Regions from separate parts of the Mus musculus genome. Here regions 2 and 3 are each linked to region 1. A link is a contact called in public Hi-C data. All regions are on one chromosome and are shown on one strand. Each heading gives the region's core, a stretch centred on a gene start, on an enhancer-like site or on the middle of the called end of the contact. The rest is flanking DNA. Distances are from core to core; before and after follow the strand shown. Region 1 has its middle 49 kb from the start of 4930453N24Rik. Region 2 has its middle 300 kb from the start of Epha3. Region 3 has its middle 95 kb from the start of Epha3.

Region 1 (4,056 bases), core at 419-2,918:
ATTTCAAAAATCTTCATGTTTTACTCATGAAAGAATCATTGTATAAAGACTCTCCTATTGATGTTCCACTGTGTGACATCTTACTCTGCTGTGATTAAATATCAGCCTCTCTGAGTTTCGGTTTACTCCCCTTAAGATGAGGGACTAGCTTGGATAACCTTATGGTTTTTCCATATCTCTGAGCCTGTGTAAACTGAGCACCAGTCAAACTGCATGAAACCACTAATAATTCAAACAGAGTGGCCTTTTATTATAACCCAGATAGCTAAAAAGATTTCTGAGTCTTCTGAAGTTCAAACCATGAGTCATTACAGGAAGTCAAGTAGGAATCATTAAGCAAGCCAAATGGTGCACAATTGGTATAGGGGAAAAAAGACAAAATACAGGCAAGGCAAAAACATAAACCACTTATAATCTTGACACCCAGATAGTCTCATCCTTAAGATGTTAATTGGCAGAAATGAAGACAAAGAAGTAGAAGAGTAATGGGGAAATACAGATGGTAAGGATGGTAAAACTGGCACAGATGTGGACGGAGATATGGTACCTGCAGGCAAAGTGATGCAAGGAGATGCACAGTTGACATATCATTTTTAAACAATATTTTAGATTATTTAGATATTTTAAAAGCATCACAATTATTTCGACATACCCCACCTATGCGTATGAATATATATTGATTTTTCTAAATGTCATAAAATCTGATGGCTACTTCTTTAAAGTTACTATTGTATGCATGGGGGGGGGATGAGTTGAGGTGGGGCATCATTTTGGAGGTCAGAGGACAACTTTGAACTATCAGGTCTCTCCTTCCATCTTTTAGATGCAATGTCTCTCTTGCTTCTGCCACTGGGCTGCATGCTCAGGATAGATGCTCTATACATTTCTGAGCAATTCTCTCATGTCACCACAGAAGTGCTAGGATTGTAGATGTATACCACAACCTCAGCATTTTTATATGGGTCCTGGAGATTGAACTCAGGTCATAAAGTTCACACAGAGCATGCTTTTTCTCATTAAGCTGTCTCGACGACCCCCAGAGCTATATTTTATATATCTATAATTAAGTAAACTTATCAAAAATAAAAAGTAGAATATGAAGTCTATACAAATTTTTAAAACTTTTATTTTTTAGGAAGGTTATCTCTCTGTGTAGTCCTGGCTCACCTTCACTTACTATGTAGAACCAGTTTGGCCTCCAGCCCAGAGATCTGCAGGTCTTCTTCTTTCCAGCCCTAAGATTAAGTAAGTAATGATAGCACGGCAAGCAGGGGATTTAAACATACAGAGCCTGCTCCCTCTAGGTGAGGTCTTAGCAGGTCTCTCATCCTGCTAGGCAGAAAGGATCACTCCTTCATTTTTTGACACTCGCATGTGCTCTTAAGCATCCCTGATCAGGGCATTGAAGGTAGGAAACAAGAGAAATCCCCATTCCTCTCTCTCTCTCTCTCTCTCTCTCTCTCTCTCTCTCTCTCTCTCGCTCTCTTTCTGCCCTTCAAAGATTACCTAAGCCCTAGACCCTATTTCTTTTGAGGCAAACACCAAGCAACCAATATTCCTTATTAAAACATCTGAGCCTTGAGTGGTAAACTCTTGTCCTGTGAGTAGAGTCATGTTAACTTTGCCGTCGCTAGATTGCCCAGGCAGCAGCAGGAAAACATGCCCGTCACTATTCACAGGAGGACGTATGTAATTTGGAAGTATATTCACGCAGGCCACCAGATCTGTCTGGGAAAAGATTCAAAAGGATGCCTTTTTCCCTGAAAGCCCAGAATAGAAGCAGCATTTTATAGGAGCAAGTCACTCTGTGAAAAAGATAAAAAAGAACAGAGATGGAGAAAGCCAGCTCTGACAATGAGAGAGATGTGAGAGCAATACCTGTGTGTGCTATCCATGGCAGGGAGGGGTTGAGGAGGTTGACTAGCTGTGATAGAATGGGATGGATTATTTTAAGAACTTTGCTTCTCTCACACAGAAATCACCAGATCCAGAAGGGAGGGGCTGGTGATCCTGAGAGGGTTGGGAGCCTTGGGGAAGTCACAGTGAGAAAAGGAAACTGCAGTGACCAACACATCCCAAAACAGAAGCAAAATCTGGGACTCACCGATACACCTACAAAGGCCATATAGTCGATTCCTGTCCTATAGCCTAATCCACTATAGAAAGTTTTCTCATTAATTGGGGATGAAAACTGCAGGTCCTCCTTATAGGATGCAGGCTGTACACTGCCATAGACTTCAAATCTATGCTTCTTTTATATCTGTGTAGTAACTCTAAATACAGACCTGCACTGAAAGTAAAGAAGCTGGGAATTGGCTTGTAGGAATGCCTTACAGAAAAGAGGCTGTTCTAGATTTTCTGGGGCACGGTTGGGATGCATTCTAAGGACTAACACAAAGGTCTTTAATGTCACTTATTATTGTTCTCTATAAAAGCAAATAGCAGTTCAACCTGCCTCAGAGAAGTCTGCAGGTAGGGTAGGTAGTCTCAAGGCAATAGCAAAACACCATGCTGAGCTGAGGACTTGGTGCAGTTGATGAACTGCTTGCCCTCCAAGCATGAGGACCTGAGTTTAAGCCCCAGCATCTATGTAAAAAGCCAGTTGTCAAGCTTGTGATTCTAGTGCTAATGTGATGGAGTCAAACAGGTCCACAGGCTGAGTGACCAGACTGCCTAACCTTCTTCTTTTTTTTTTTTCAACGAAAATATAACTTTTTTATTGTATATTTTCTTTATTTACATTTCAAATGGTATCCCCTTTCCTAGTCCCCATCCCCAGAAATCCCCTATCCTATCCCTCCCTCCCCCTGCTTCTATGAGGGTGTTCCCCCACCCAACCACTCCCACCTTCCCTCCCTCAAATTCCCCTACACTGGGGATCGGGCGTTAACCCCAGAACAGCAAGAGACTCTGACTCCAAAGAAATGTGGATGACTCTTGAAGAGCATCACCAAGAGTTGTCCTCTGATCTTCTATTTACACATCACACACGAGAGAGAGACAGAGAGAGACAGAGAGAGACAGAGAGAGAAGAGAAGAGAGGAGAAGAGAAGAGAAGAGAGGAGAGGAGAGGAGAGGAGAGGAGAGGAGAGGAGAGGAGAGGAGAGGAGAGGAGAGGAGAGGAGAGGAGAGGAGAGGAGAGGAGAGGAGAGGAGAGGAGAGGAGAAGAGAAGAGAAGAGAAGAGAAGAGAAGAGAAGAGAAGAGAAGAGAAGAGAAGAGAAGAGAAGAGAAGAGAAGAGAAGAGAAGAGAAGAGAAAGAGGAAGAGAGAGAGAGAACCCTAATGTCTTTCCATATCTCTCTCTTCCCACTGGCCAAAAATGACTGCTGTAGTTCTAGGGGATGGTGTATCCTGGTATTCAAAGACAGAAAAGGTCAGGGTTCATTCCTTTTTGCTTTTTATGACCGATGTAACAATCTCCCTGAAACTGCCTGGACCAGTTTAGAACTACATAAATCATAAAGTAGGTTCAATATAGAATATTTAACATGGGATATACTAACTATAATAAAAATAGTCATAAGATACAGATAAGCAAAGGAAGCCAGATGTGGTTGGAAAGACTTTTTTCCAGAGACAGAATAGCAAATATTTGTGTTTAAGTCCCCTCTGAGCCATACTGATTTGGAGTTTATGGGAAAAGCTAGTTCCACACTTGCTGATCCATTGCCAGGCAAAGGCACTCAGGTGTATGGGTGGTCAGTAGAAGCGGCTAACAGCAGAAGCCGCTCTGTGCAATTCCACCACCACCCTGTCCCTGCCACACAGGCAGCTGTCCAGGCCAGGGCTGCACAGGCCAAGGCAGATCCTGTTCTGGGCTTGTGGCTAAGACAGGTTCCACCTCCTGTCTCCACAGTCACCCTGCAGATCCGCAGTTCTGGCTGCCCTAGCCAGAAGCCTCCTTCTCCAGCAGTGACTTTCTAGTGCCCTCTACTGAGCAGTTTTAACATCAACCTCATTGTCAAGAACTGTTTGCAGGAACTCTGGCTTGATCCTTGATCATAGAAGCAACCCAGAGCCAGAGGAGTTTCTCTCATTTAGCATTGGCCAGAGTAT
Region 2 (4,675 bases), core at 211-2,710, 550 kb before region 1:
ATATGCTAAATATCTAAAGGATCTGACTTGCATAGAAATGGAATGAGTGCAAGAGCAGGAGAAAAAGCATAGAAGATGAGCATAGAATGACTGTATCTACAGACCATTATGTGTTACAATAATCTCTCTTTTAAAACAAATCAATCAACTCCCTTTTATGGTCCATCAAATTTTAAGTCACAATGGGGCAAGTGAACACCTGCTTACTTATGCTTTTGGTCACAGATACAGAATTTCACTGGATTGAGACAGGAATAAAATAAAATCGATATCCTCCTTTAAATCCAACTGGGACTTTCAGCTTTGTCACAAAACAAGCATAACGTTTGGCAAAGATTGGAGTCTTCCAGTGAAGACAGGTCCAAGTTGGCATGGAATCACCTTGACAGCCTCCCAGAGCAGCAAGCCCTGTAAGCTTTGATAGGTTCCTTTGGCTAAATTTAACTTTCCTTCCCTACAATGAATGAGTTGTTCCTGGAGAGAATAGTCTCAGGCTTGACTGGGGGGTGGGGTGGATCTATCAGATTATGAGTTATAAAGGATACTCAGGTAGGCCAACAGCACCTTTCAAGGAAGAAATATATGCTATAAGTGATATAAAATATTCCTGAAAACATGAAAGAAGCCATTGACTCTGCTTCATTCTCTCCCAGTGCCTTGTTCTTTCCATTTTCCTTGGTGCCGTTGAGCCTAAGACAGGTGTAGGACGGACAGAAACCAATGTTTTCTTTCAACATCATCATATCCTGTATCGAAGGCTAGTCTCAATGTTAGATTTTTAACCTTAGAAAAGGCTCCTTTTTTGCAATTTCTATATCTTCATGAAGCAAACTGCAAATGTGATAAAATAGTTGAATTGTTGGCAAACAGTGACAGAAACAGTCTGAGTCATACTCACAGCTTGAACTTTGAAGTCAAGGATGTTCTTATCTTTAGGGTCACGACTTGCCTGGGGGCGTAGGGGCGTATCTTTTCCCACGTCATTCAAAACATGTTGGCAAAACCTTGATGAGACGCTGTGGCATACATGTGGTTATTTTCAGAACGGCTTCGGCTCACTGTAGACTGAGCCAAGCTGTCAAGCAGCATCAGAAAGTTACTTAAAGGAAAGAGTATTTCAGTAAATTAAATATCAATGGAAAGGGGCTGTTAATCTCCCTCCGCCTCTGGTCAGGCATTCACTTAATTTCAGCTTTATTTACTTAAATTCTCAGCCCCTTCTTCTTTATTAGATACCAGAAACAAAGAAGCTGATTACTCTGCCAGAATTCTGCACCACATAGTGTAAATTGCTCCTTTTTTTCTTGCTTTTTTCTTTCTTTTTTTTCTGGACAAGCTTGGTTCATTATGTGTTCCCAGCCTTAATATCTTTAAACAGTCTTTACAGATGGATCCTTTCCCAGGCTGCATTCCTCTATCTGTGCAGTATAAAAACACTACCCTGCTAGTTGAAAGCTCTGGAATTCTAAAGCAAAAAGTCTTTGAGCTTTAGGAGCTGGGATCTTTCATTTCAGTCTTGGGAATGCATTATTCAGAGAATGGAGGAAGCATGTGTTCTTAGCTGTTCATTTGACAGTTCAAGGAATTAACCACCTCCAGAAAGTAAGGAAATTGTATTCAAACTCACACTGCTAATCAGTAAGTGACTTCATATTAGGAATTAGGGCTCCTCATATTACGATGAACATAATATGCAAAAGTTCCCAAGCTGTTCTTGTTCTTTTCCTCTCTTTCACATAAAGAGATAGAAGAGTACCCTAAATTTTCCCCCCTCTGAGGCCATATGCAAAATTCTCTGCTAAGAAAGAAACTGCTAAGGGATGAGACATTTGTAGTCATATGGTTTTCACGTCTTTCACATGGTAATTGGGACATTCAACTTACATTTTACACTTTCACAAGAAAAAGAAATATAAAGAAAGAAGATTCAAAAGAAAAAAAGAAGGAAAAATGAAACCATTGTTTTGTATTATTAAAATTTATTCATCACGAAAGTCACAATTGAAAATTTGTAAATTGTGAAAAATTAAGTTTGTTTAAAGGGTAGAAAGTGCATTCTATCATACCTTTTCATTATATAAAATATATTTCCAAAAGATGAACATTTCATTTTAAGTATAAAATACTGTAACAATTGTGCTTATTAAATTCACTTTTTGTTTTCTGGCAGAGAGTGCATCAAATATAATTTTACATGCACTGATACTTTTCTTCATTTGCTTTAAAATATTTCTTTATTGTTTTCCTTTTATTGAAATAGCTTGTTTTTCACACAGTATATTCTGATTATAGTTTCCCCTTCCTCAGTTCCTCTATGATTCTCCCTATTTCTCCTTACATCCAAAATGACACTCTTTCCTTCTCTCATTAGAAAACAAACAAGCACATAAAGAATAAAATAAAACAAAACATAGCAAGTAAGAATAAAACAAAAGAAACAAACAGAAGAACAAGAGCCAGAAAAAGAAACCACCGGAAAAATCTCTTTTTATTATTTTTGAAAATATTGTACATAAGTACAATTCCTATTCATTATATCCAACCCTTCCACTTACAATTTCTTGTTCTTGTTCCCACCCCACTTCTCAAATTAACATCCTTTTTCTATATGTATTCTTCTTACATTAACTATTCTTATCTTCTATGCCAGGGCAATTGGGGCAAACAAATCCATCTAGAATTTGCATATTTAAAAATTTTTAATTTTTATTAATTGTTTGAATATTAGGCAAAAGTTAAAAATATTCCTTTTCTGAAATACTTGGTACCAGAGTGGTCTACAATACAGATTTATTTTATTAGAATATGTGAATCTAGCTAAAAAGATATCTTGATGATGATGGTTTGGATCTAAGTTCAAACATGAAATCCATCTGTACCTTGAACCTCTAACCTTAAGGTAATGCTGTGCAATAGCTCTGCTCACAAGCATTTTAATCGCAAACATTCATATGAAGTCTGGTACAGAATTTTTACAGTAATGTCATATCAGTGTGTCCAGAAGATTCAGGTTTCAGACTTTGGAATTAGAGGTGTGTATCCTTTACCATTAGTCATGCAATAATTGCCTTCTTTCCTACATAATCCATATCATGGACAATGTGAAAAGCTTGAGTTTCGGAGCCAAAGAACCAAAACCTAAAAGGTTTCATACAGTGCAAATAAGCAAACTGGATGCAACTACACTGTGGACACAGAAAGTCAGTTGTGTAGATTGGCAAATACTGTGCAGATCATTGTGTTACAGTTCAGTTGCAAGATTTCAAACACTGGGCCCCACTTTCTCTTCTCTATTACTGTACCATTGATGTCTTGTCTTTGTACTCTTCATCTCCTTTGCTTAAATCTTTATAACTCATCCTCAACCTACCTGAAAAATATTCTGCTTCTCAATTTATCTTTATTTTAGACATCTTCTTAGACTATGATCAATCATCAACTTGCTATTTGATTGTGTTTTGCAATGTTGTCAGAGGATCATCTTAACAGTCTAGGCTAGGGGTTCGTTCCACAAACAGTAGTAGGTTCAGTGGTAAGAAACAAACTAAGCTAAATAGAAAAGCATTAGCAATGCAGGAAGGGCAAGTTAAAACTGTTCTAGGCTTTCATCTTACCAAACAACTGACAGCAAACGTTCGTGGGGATACAGGGAGATTAGAAATATTATTATCCAGTTCTGTTCATGCATAAACAAAAAATGTAATCATTGTATTTTCAGAGAAGTGGATAGGTCCATAGACAAGCAAAACTCCCATACCTTATCACAGACACTTCTTTTAGCAAAAGAGAGAAAGTGACACAGCTGGTCAAAAGAGAAAGACTAAGTGTCCTTGTAATGCTCCTCCCAGATGGAAAAATTATAACACAATCTCTATACTTGAGGTTCAGCGAATATCTCTATAAGGGTGTGGAAAGATTCTAAGAGCTTAAAAGACTACAGCATCATAGTTTCTTTGGGAAAGGATAGGAGAGCTGGGCACCTTAACGTTCATCCCTATATGTGTCTGCATAAGAACATCACAAACCTTGCCAATCTACAAGTCACTGTGGACAGAAGAAAAATTAATAATACCCTCTACCTTTCAGTGAAGAGCTATAGACAACCAATGGTTTGGGGGGGGGGTGAACCATTTTATTTGTTTGGGAGATTATTTCTGCTTTACTTATTTTTTGCTCATTTGCTTGTTTCAGAGAAGAAATACTAAGTCTAAATAGAGAGCTCTAAATACATGCAAAAAGAGGGCAACGGTGATTGGATCCAGTAGGATATTTACGTTTAACAAAAATAAACATGAAAGAAAACAAAGCATTAGCAAGTGCAATAGCATTGCTACTAGAAATGTGTGTCTACTCCAGGTCAGCAGTATGAGCTCCATAGATAATGAAAGTGTTGTCAGTGCTGCTTACTGTCATGGCGATGTTGATTGAACGGCGAGCTACGACACATATCTGGTAAGGCTGGAAATGGGGCTGGTTCGGTTCATAACTAAGTTCTAATGCTCATGTGCTTTCACTGATGTTTTAATTTACATAGACACCTGTGGCTAAATCCAGTATTTGGAAGAGTATAGTTCCAGATGACATAGTTTTAGCAATCATGTTGCTTTCGATTATTAAAAGACCTTTACTAAAGTTTAATTCTGTTTTCAAAAAGTAAGAGTTGCAACAAAGTAAG
Region 3 (4,386 bases), core at 410-2,909, 760 kb before region 1:
ACTAGAATTTTGACCCCAGTAGAGGGAAGCACAGGTGGGATGCTTTCAGGTCTAAGTCTGAATAGGAGTGGCAGAGCTGACTGCCTTAGATAAGCCTCTTCTCACTATATCACAAACAACCACAGGCACCAACATACTGAGTTTCATTACGACTTTCAAATTTCTGTTTACTTGTGAGACCCTACATTGTGGGTTATTATTTGTCATCACGTGTCCCTCATCTAGAAACTCTTAACATTCTTTTAATCATACTCAGAAGCACTTGGTAGCATTTTGATAACATTACTTTTTCCTTCAAAAATATTAACACCATTTCTTCTAGAAAAAAATGTTAAGTAAGTTATTCGTAATATGTTTTCTTATTTCATTGTTTTTGTATGTGTGGGGTTTGTGTGTATGTGTGCATGAGTATGTGCATATGTGTATAAATCAGAGATTAAGCTCAAGATTCACCCACCTATTTTTTTTCTTGATTGTTTGTTTGTTTGTATGTTTGGTTGGGTTTGGGGTTTTGGTTGGTTGGTTGGTTGGTTGGTTGGTTGGCTGGTTGGTTGGTTGGTTGGTTGGCTGGCTGGTTGGTTGGCTGGCTGGTTGGCTGGTTGGTTGGCTGGTTGATTGGGTTTTTGTTTTGTTTTGTTTTTTGTTTGTTTGTTTGTTTTAATTTGAGATGGGATCTCTCAGTGGGACCTGGGGTCGTGGACTACTCAATAAAGGAATTTCAGGGATCCTTCTATCTCTACCTCTCCAGCATTGGGGTTACGGCATAGTCCTTTGTGTGTAGGTACTGATGACAAAATGCAGGTACCCTTACTTGTACAGCAATCATTTGAATGAGCTATTGTCCCAGACTATCCTTTTATTACTTTTTCAGAAACATAATGGGTTTTCATTTTATTTTTTCATCCTAGCTACATATCTGATCATGAAGTTGAAATTGAATTTTTCATCATATGTTAAAACAGCCCTATTTTATTGTTTGTCTATTACATTTTCTTGTATTTTGTGTGCATTTGTTTGTGGGAGGGCGAGGATGAGAGGAGGCACACACATGCCACGGTGCTAGTGCAGAAAACTACTTAACATTCAAATTTCTCCTTCAACCTTTTAGAAACTAGAGACTGTACTTAGGTTCTCAGACTGGACTTTACCTGCTGATCCATCTCACAAGCCTCTATAGGACAGTCTTAAAATCACCACAGAATACACATATCATATTTTTTAAAAAACTGAACTATATTCAAGGATATCAAACTACTCTACACTATATTTTGTTACATTTTCTGTTAGGTTTACATTGCATTAAAGGAAAAATGCATTTGTTTCATTGTCTTTAAAAGTACTTTTATGTTTTTATGATGATTTTTCTAAGCTATGAACAATAACACAGCTTCAATTGTTAAGCTCTTCTTCTGATATATTTTTTTAGCAGCTATTCAGAATTCTTACCAGATAAAACATCTCTAAAAATATAAAAGGAATAAGATGCTAATTCACATGGATTCATTTTCAATCAGAACAATTTATTGGAGAATTCCTGACATGGCATCAGGACAGAACGGAGGACTCATTGTTATGCTTCAGGACATGGGCTGTAGGAGAGCTCTCTGTGCTATTCTTTCCCTGCTCTCCCACCCTGGCAGCATCCAAACTCAGTGGTGTAATCCTGCCGATGACTAACTTCCATTGTGCAAAGAACTTAATTACATACTGTGGTTCAGTTCCTACTTTGCCAGGCAGTCGCTCAGCCATAAAAGAATGCTGTAGAAAGTAAGTGGGGAAACGCAAACGAAATTGAAAGCACATGATCGTAGTCAGGAGGCAAATAAGTACTTTTCAAAGAAAAGCCAGAATTCTTTAACTGGGAGCTGGATCACACTCCTAAAACAAAGAGGAGCTGGCATCCAAGGGGAAATATTTTGTAATTTCACTGAGTGAGCAACATTGTAACATTACTTGAGCTATTTTTACTGTTTTGATGACTGGTCAATTGGTGAAAATCATCGAGAAAACTGAAAAGGTTTTTAAAACCATAAATTTTTGAAAATGAATAATGATGCTTTTTAGAGGAATGCTCAGTGTATCTTTTATGGGGAGATAATTGATTTAATCTTTGATTTATAATTATAAGTAACAGGGAACAGGGAAGATAGATCCTATGACAGTGTATGAAGCAGTGTATGAAGCTGGGTAGGTTGAAGTTTGGGGGTAACTTTCTGCAACATACAGAAGCCCCGAGTCTGGTTTATAATATCAAGACACGATCTTTGAAATATTAATAGCTCTGTCTGTGAGAGCACTGATTTAAAGCATGTATCTATAAATAAAAAATGTTTAGTTTCACTAATGGTGTTGAAGCCCAACCTACACTTCCCAGGTAACAAAGACCTACCTAGAGGTAGCAATGCAATGTACCTCAAAATTAATTGACACTCACTCGTTTGTTTTAGCAAATATATACGTTTGTGTGTGTGTGTAAAATGTATGTCAGCACAATTCTATTTCAGATGCTAATCCCTGCATATTTTAAACCACTGAAGTTACTTTAAACACTGTTCTAATTGCATTTTTATAGTTTATTTTTAAATAAGCTCTATTATGTTAAAACGAAAGAGAGAAACTGAATTGCATGTTTTTCGAACTGTCACATGGTCTGATGACTGTAATATACTATGAGAGGGACAAACATGACATGACACACTAACAGTGTAAGACAAGGGCAGAGGACATTGGGAAGACACTGTCATGTCAGTCAAATCTGCCTGGGCTTGAGTTCCAGCTCCTGCTCCTGCTTGAGTGGACTTCTGGCTGTAGCTCCTCTCAGTGTTCCCTCTGATGTGTGAACCTACGAAGATCATCTATTTTTTCATATTTGGTAAAAATGGGACAAAACAATGGCATACACGGGATTGAGTAATTTAAATTAATGAGGAGTAACTCCCATAACTGTAGAGATTTTCACTGAGATACATCAATTAGAATGATAAAGGTATCACACTTAAGGGCTTTGATTTTTTTAAATTGTATTTTTAGTGTGTGTGTGTGTGTGTGTGTGTGTGTGTGTGTGTGTGTGTGTGTGTAGGAGTAAACTTGCAGGATTTGATTCTCTCCTTCTTTCATGTGAGTAGTGAGAATTGAATTTTTACAAAAAGTACTTTGACCTGATAGGCTGCCTTATCTCTCTTTAAGAACTTAAAAAGAATGAATACATAAAAAAGAATCAGGACTGGAGAAATACTCCATAATTGATGGCACTTCATGTTCTCCCAGAGTTTCGACACCCAAATCATGTGGCTTAAAACTGCCTATGAATCTAGCTCAACAAATCTGATGTGTTCTTCGGACCTCTTCAGCAACCTACCAACATACAGGGCACGCACAAACACACACACACCCACACACATACACACTCACACAAAGAGTGTGAGGGGAGACACAGAGAGAAAGATCATACTTACAAGATAACATAATTCATGGTAGACTTATGAAAATCAAAAATAACAATATTTATTTAAATCTACCTCTCCTCTTAGACATACAGTGAAGCAGCAATAGAAAATGTCTCTTAATATGCCAATATTATCCTTGAAGGAATTTTACAAAAGGATACAAAACTGCCTTTCGAAACAAACAAAAAGAACGGGAAGAGAGGAGGCTTGTTGTTCTACTGAAGACCCGATTGCCATGAAAGACACAGATGAGAGCAGACTCCCCAGGGAAATGTTCTCACTCATCATCTAATCATATCAGCAGTATAAGTAGGTCACAACAATCCTCAGGATACTTGCCCTCTGTAATATCTGACCTAGAAGAATCCGTTTGTGTATGTGCTGGGGTTGGTAATGTTTTCAGAGTCAGAGCCCCCCCACTGCTGAGTATATCAAATGGAGAATGAGAGTGAATGAACATGTTAATATTAAGTACCTAATATAACCAGAAGAAACACCTATACAGTAAATGAGATTGCATTCTTTTAACCTGCCTTGAATAATTCCACTTGAGATATTAGTTTGTCCATCAAACATTTTATGGCAGTCACAGTAAATGAATACAAAATAGTTTGTTGCCTACCAAATACTTAAGGTATTTTTTTCTTCTACTTCAAAAATCTCTATTTACCACCAGTTAATCAATCATGAATTACTAAAGGGGGGGGGATGATAAATCATAAGAGAAGTGTTTGGAGTGCTCACAGCATAGGAAAAATGGTTTCTCTTTTTCCCAAAGAATGCATTATTAAAAAATCTGTAAGACATGTTTTAAATGTACACCCACACAGCCAGACAACCACTGCCACCACAAAGAGGGGGAAATGGTCCAAAAGAGACTGGGATGGAGATCTTTGTACATCCTGCCGAAAGCCAGGGCCTTTCAACATACTTGTGGCTT

Evidence for each region. Hi-C and Micro-C count contacts between places; a contact is called where the count stands out from the background.
Region 2: a Hi-C map of cortical neurons shows a contact between it and region 1, with 2.1 times the contacts expected there. The contact joins two enhancer-like sites. A contact is called at or near these places in 7 of 484 Hi-C or Micro-C datasets (cerebellar granule neurons, cerebellum, cerebral cortex and 3 more).
Region 3: a contact with region 1 is called in a Hi-C map of cortical neurons, with 3 times the contacts expected there. The contact joins two enhancer-like sites. A contact is called at or near these places in 3 of 484 Hi-C or Micro-C datasets (cortical neurons, uterus and ventricular fibroblasts) and 1 of 115 datasets of contacts at active chromatin or transcription factors (embryonic fibroblasts).

What each region holds. Positions count from the first base shown.
Region 1 is chr16:64,720,008-64,724,063 of GRCm38.p6, forward strand. No RefSeq gene overlaps it. Among named protein-coding and RNA genes, the nearest start is that of 4930453N24Rik, 49 kb to the right of the region's middle. Within about 2 kb of position 1,669, at least 4 of the 459 cell types and tissues checked have an H3K27ac peak or open chromatin away from gene starts, as enhancers often do. A contact at or near this core is called in cortical neurons, where this site is marked.
Region 2 is chr16:64,165,856-64,170,530 of GRCm38.p6, forward strand. No RefSeq gene overlaps it. Among named protein-coding and RNA genes, the nearest start is that of Epha3, 300 kb to the left of the region's middle. Within about 2 kb of position 1,461, at least 8 of the 459 cell types and tissues checked have an H3K27ac peak or open chromatin away from gene starts, as enhancers often do. A contact at or near this core is called in cortical neurons, where this site is marked.
Region 3 is chr16:63,956,657-63,961,042 of GRCm38.p6, forward strand. No RefSeq gene overlaps it. Among named protein-coding and RNA genes, the nearest start is that of Epha3, 95 kb to the left of the region's middle. Within about 2 kb of position 1,660, at least 67 of the 459 cell types and tissues checked have an H3K27ac peak or open chromatin away from gene starts, as enhancers often do. A contact at or near this core is called in cortical neurons, where this site is marked.